Linked DNA regions of Mus musculus: region 1 is linked to region 2. Evidence: chromatin contacts called from public ChIA-PET data. All regions are on one chromosome and are shown on one strand. The core of a region is the stretch at or near the end of the contact, and the rest is flanking DNA. Distances in the headings are between cores, read along the strand shown. Region 1 overlaps Frmd4b (FERM domain containing 4B). Region 2 overlaps Frmd4b (FERM domain containing 4B).

Region 1 (2,700 bases), core at 101-2,600, 86 kb before region 2:
AATGCAATATTCATTATCTAAGTGAGAGCAGGCCCTTTACTTAAAAAGGAAAGCTAGAGAGATGGCTCATGCTTGAGCACAAGCTGTATAAACCTGGTGACCTGAGTTTGGTCCTTGGAACCCACATAGCATAGGAAGGAGACAGCAGGATCCCCGGCTGTTTTAGAATGTTCACCCAGTGTGATGGGAAGCCATTGAAAGTGTAGACTATGGGGGTTGATGAGGTGGCTTAGTCAGTGAAGTGTTCACCTTGAAGGCACAAGCGGAGGCTCCAGCACCTGAGTTGGGGCTCCAGAACCTACATTGAAACAAAATAGCAACAGCAGCAGCAAGGCAGGCATAGAGTATAATCCCAGAACTGGGGAGGTAGACACAAGCATATCACTGATGCTCATTGGCCAGCCAGCCTAGCCTACTTAGCAAGTCCAGGCCAATGAGAGACCCTGTCTTAGCACAACAACATGGGCAGTATCTGGGAATAACAGCTGGCCATGTTTTCTGCCTTCCACATGTGTATTCAGATATGCATGCACACATACACACACAGTGTAGAAATTACATTTTCCTTAATTCAGCAAATATTTACCAAGAACCCACTACACCTCAACTGGAGTCTAAACTGTGGACACACAGTGAGGAAAAGTGCCTGCCCTCACAGAGCTTGCTTTCTAGTTGGTTTGCCTTTTCTGATAAAATTTGGGTGTATTTTGAGCTGCTTGCACTCTTTCACTGACTTTTTATCTTAAACTTGCTACCCACATTGTAGCGCCTGGTCTCTTCCCCTACACCCGCTCCCCTGTAGAAGATGGCAGCCACATCCTCCCAGCGGAACTTTCTCTTCCACAGTCCCACCACATACCTACCTGGCTCCGCCTTCACAGTGAACATCAATTTTCTCCACCTTCAACCCCACTGCTCTGTGCCAGCTTCCCTTCTCACCCCTTCCTGTCTCAGCTGGACCTGTGCAGCACCTTCCTGATGGGTCTCTCCTGGCAGTCTCTCCCTATAGCCTGTTCCCAACCTTGCCACCAGAGAGGCCATTTCAGAGTAGTTCAGAACAAGCCACTGTCCTGCCCAGCCGTCATCCCAGCCACGTTGGGACACTAAGAAATAGTTTTACCTTTATTATCCCACAAGGACTCCTATGATGAGTACCTCCATGGTGGTCTTCCCAACTCCACCCAAGGCCCAGCCAACACACCCACCTCTGAGTCTTATCCCTAATGCTGTCCCATCTGCCTCTCAGTGATACTGTCTTGCCATCCCCAGTACAACGTCCAAGCCTTCACTCTGTGTAGTGTTCTCTTCCTACAACCTCAATCCCCCCATCTCACCCCCCTACAGCAGTGCACAATGCTCTTCTGCCTTCATTTCCTGCAGGGTTATCTTTAGATGTCCTCTACCCAGAATACAACCCGTTGCTATTGACATTCTCATACCCACAATATTTTTCTCCATGACTGTTAGCATCTCTGTCTTTATGAGTCTACAGATGTGCTCATTTGTACCTTCCAGGCTGGACACTAGTGGGAGGGAGGGAGGGACTACAACCTTGCTGTCCTCTGGAACAGTGCTCACTCCTGGTGTGAGCTCCAGGAAGTAATTGTCTGATAAGCCTGTGGGTGTGCTTGCTGAACACATTGGTGGCTCTGGGGTGGAGCAGGTAGGAGGTGTTTGTGATGAACAGCTCCAGCAGAGTTCCTGCAGCTCTGTCTGGTGGAGGGGGCGTTGCTTGTATTTTGGAAAACTATGGAAGGCTCATTCTGGAAAAATGCCTTCTGGATTGATATTTGCATGTGTGTGTAAACTCTTTCCTTATTGAAAACAATGAGTCAGCGCAAAGTGCTACAGAGTACACTTGTGTGGCTCGTCTGAGGATCATCTCATGAGAGGTATGTGTTAGGGACAGAGTGGACAGGAAAGCAGACACACCCAGGGGCCGTTTTGAAACTTACCCATGACCAGAAGCCTCTGTGCCCACCCCAAGGTGAGAGGCTGGCACCCCTGCAGCCCTCACTGCATGCCAAGTGATTGCCATTTCCTGCCAGGGCCTGTGGTTGGGCTCTGGAAGGTATCCTGCTTTTCCTGGCAGATGTTGACAGCTCCATTCACTTTCTTTCTTGATGCCTTTTACCATTTGCCAGGCATTGCTTATCCATCAGCCCCTCTTCTCCCCATTCTTATCCACTAAAGTTTAAGGTAGTAGGACCTGTTTTTGTTTGATTTTCTTGGGTTTCTTAGGAGTAAAAAGCAAAAGTGTGTCTCCCTCTTTCCCTATTTCTCTGTCCCTGTGTGTCTCTCTGTGTCTCAGTCTCTCTCCCACTCCCAACCCTTTCATTCCCGGTCTTTCTTAGTGTTTAACTTAAAACGTGCTTTGCCTTCCTCTTGGCTGTGTGCAGGTGTTTTCTAATTCTGCAAACACAGAGAGTATAAAGAGACTCCAACCCCAGAAGTTACTGTTAAATCATCAACCTCAAATAATCACAGAATCATAATCTCAGGAAAAAATAAAGTGTTAGGTGTTTTGCAAATATTTACTAAAGAGAGGAATACTTTATTTTTAATAAATAAGCTAATTCCAGTGCTCTCTGGATTCTTAGCCTTGACCTCCTGTGATATTCATGGGCACTTTCTCCTGTAGGGTTTGTATATATTAAACTTTCAAGGCAACGATGTCAAAAATAGGTCCAGCCAAGCTCA
Region 2 (2,700 bases), core at 19-2,518:
TGCTGGGATTAAAGGTGTACACTACCACTCTCAGCACTAAAATTATTCTTTAAAAAGATTAATAATAGTTTTTGTAGAAAGAAGAATTTCACTGCCAGTCTAATTTTTAAAATCAAATGCCCATAGATTTCCTCTAATATTTTAGGCGTTAAATAAAGATCAGTTGTCTCCTTATAGAAAGCTAGCATGGGCTTAGGATAAGTAGATCTGTTGATTGAGTGCTGAGCTGGTGTACACTGGGCCCGAGACACTGCACTGCACTGCACAAACCAGGCTTGGGAGCACAGGAATGTAACTGTACACTAGAGAGGTAGAGGCAGGAGAATTGGAAGCTCAAGGTCCTGCTCAGCTATGCAATCAGTTTGAGATTAATTTGTGATTCCAGATACCCTATCACAAAACAAAAGGAAATTAGAGCTAGTGTTTGTTTATTTAAGACAAGGTCTGATTATGTAGCCCAGGCTGGCCTCCAATTTATAATCCTGCCTCAGCCTCCTGCATGGTAGGATTACAAGCGTGTGCCAGCACAGCCAGCAGAAAGCAAGTTCTTTCTACGTTTTTAAGGTTTTTTTTTTTTTAATTTTATGTGCATTGATGTTTTGCCTGTATGCATGTCTGCGTGAGGGTGTTGGATCCTGGAGTTACAGACAGTTGTAAGCTTCCATGTGGGTGCTGGGAATTGAACCCACATCCTCTAGAAGAGCAGTCAGAGCTCTTAACCACTGGGCATCTCTCCAGCATTGGAAAGCAGGTTCTTTAGGCTTCAGTTTTGAAGTGCCCGTGCGCAAACCAAACTCAGCCATGGCTGGACCCGAGAACATGTAAAAGCGTGTTCAACCAGCAGGATCCTCTTGAAGCCTGTGGTGGGCTGTATTGGTGTATGGCTGTTTATCTCTAGAGATGCTCAGTGGGTTTCTTAATGTTTCTTCTGACATTTTAAATTCCAATTAAACATCAAGAAAAATGAAACCGGTTTCCTTTGGAAAAGAAGAAGAAAAAGAAAGAAAATCTACCCTAGCAGTCTTTTTGACACATCCCCACTTCCTGTATGGCTATATTAAACACTGCCCATGATGGGATGTTTCTGTTTGCTAGCTCTCATCTGCAGGTGCAGTTTGCAGTGTGAGAAAACACATTGCAAACCTTAGTATGTTTTGACCGTAACCTTTGATCGTAACCTCTTTTCTGAGGCGAGGTTTCAGTGTGAGGGCTACTTTGGGCCTGGGCTAGCTCTGTGGTTTAAAATGGTGCCTAACCTCTTCCACAGAGAGCTCTCTCAGGACAGCGTGGGTGAGGTTAGGGTGTCAGTTCTCATCACACGACCTGTGAATACCTCTGTCATGTTTATGCCAAATACTCATTATTACTTAAACAGGGGGTGGGAGCAGGGAGCGGCAATGCATGACTTCAATTCCTGCACTAGGGAGGCAGAGGCTGGCAGAGCTCTGTGAGTTTCAAGGCCAAATTGGTCCACACAGAGCTATGTAGTGAGACCCTACCCAACCCCCACACTAAAAAGAAGAATTTTTTTATGTGTGTTTTTATGATGTGTATGTGTATGCGTTCATGTGTGAAGACACACTTGAATATCAATCTTTATCCTCCATCCTGTTGGAGGTGAGGTCTCATGTGTTTTGAGACTGGAGTGTTGGTGCCTGGTCTGTTGGCCCTGGGGTTTCTGATCTTGCAGAGGTCCTCCTAGTAACCACATGGTGGCTCACAACCATCTGTACTAGGATCCATGTCCTTTGTGGTGTGTCTGAAGACAGCCACAGGGTACTCCTATACATAAAATGAATAAGTCTAGGGAATTCTACTGTCTGTCTCACTTCTCACCATAGGAGCATTGCAATTACAGACACTCATCATCATGTCTGGTTTACCCACGTGTTCTATGTTCATCGTGTTTTCACAGCAAGTTCTTTCAGCTACGGAAGCATCTCCCTGGCTCCCCAAATGCTCATTATTAATGAGTAGACTCGTGGACCCTTGCCCCTCTCCATCCATGGACTCAGAATGTGGAAGGAGTGAAAATTCAGTCCCCATAAATAAGACTTTCAGTGGACTGTTTGCACACATAACTAGAAAAGCCCCTGGGATTTTGGTTGTGTTCAACCTGCAGAATGAATAATGTGTTAAAATTGCCTTTAAGAAAATGTGAATTCCAGAGCAGACACAGGAGTTTAGGAATAACCTTTTTCAATTCTGTTCCTCATTTTGACTTGATGGGGTTGTGTTGAGATTTCATGTTAAGAATGCACAAAATCAGGCTGGAGAGATGGCTCAGTGATTAAGAGCACTGACTGATCTTGCAGAGGTCCTCCTAGTAACCACATGGTGGCTCACAACCATCTGTACTAGGATCCATGTCCTTTGTGGTGTGTCTGAAGACAGCCACAGGGTACTCCTATACATAAAATGAATAAGTCCTTTTAAAAGGCACAAAATCCTTAGAATGGATATAGTAGCCCAGACCTTTAATCTAAGCACTTGGGAAGTCAAGGTACTAAGTAGAAGGGTAAACACGGGTTTGAGCAGGGCTGAGCCAGAGTTACAGAGAGAGTTCAAGTCAGTTTGGGATAAACTGAGATGTTGACTTAAAAGACAACAAATAAGAATGTATAAGGTTCATTTCCTTCCTAATGGGAAGGAAAGGAATGAGAGAAGAGCCCCTTCAGTGCTCAGGATGTTGGGCTCTCA

What was found. ChIA-PET counts read pairs in DNA pulled down with a chosen protein or histone mark.
Region 1: an RNA polymerase II ChIA-PET map of memory CD8 T cells shows a contact between it and region 2, with 17 read pairs. The contact joins two enhancer-like sites. A contact is called at or near these places in 6 of 115 datasets of contacts at active chromatin or transcription factors (bone marrow-derived macrophages, effector CD8 T cells, embryonic stem cells and 2 more) and 2 of 9 other capture datasets (adipose tissue and liver).

Annotation. Positions count from the first base shown.
Region 1 is chr6:97,472,016-97,474,715 of GRCm38.p6, reverse strand. The region is part of intron 1 of Frmd4b (FERM domain containing 4B); the gene reads left to right. Among named protein-coding and RNA genes, the nearest start is that of Frmd4b, 14 kb to the left of the region's middle. Within about 2 kb of position 1,350, at least 44 of the 459 cell types and tissues checked have an H3K27ac peak or open chromatin away from gene starts, as enhancers often do. A contact at or near this core is called in effector CD8 T cells and memory CD8 T cells, where this site is marked.
Region 2 is chr6:97,386,094-97,388,793 of GRCm38.p6, reverse strand. All of the region lies in intron 5 of Frmd4b (FERM domain containing 4B), which reads left to right. Among named protein-coding and RNA genes, the nearest start is that of Frmd4b, 100 kb to the left of the region's middle. Within about 2 kb of position 1,268, at least 15 of the 459 cell types and tissues checked have an H3K27ac peak or open chromatin away from gene starts, as enhancers often do. A contact at or near this core is called in effector CD8 T cells and memory CD8 T cells, where this site is marked.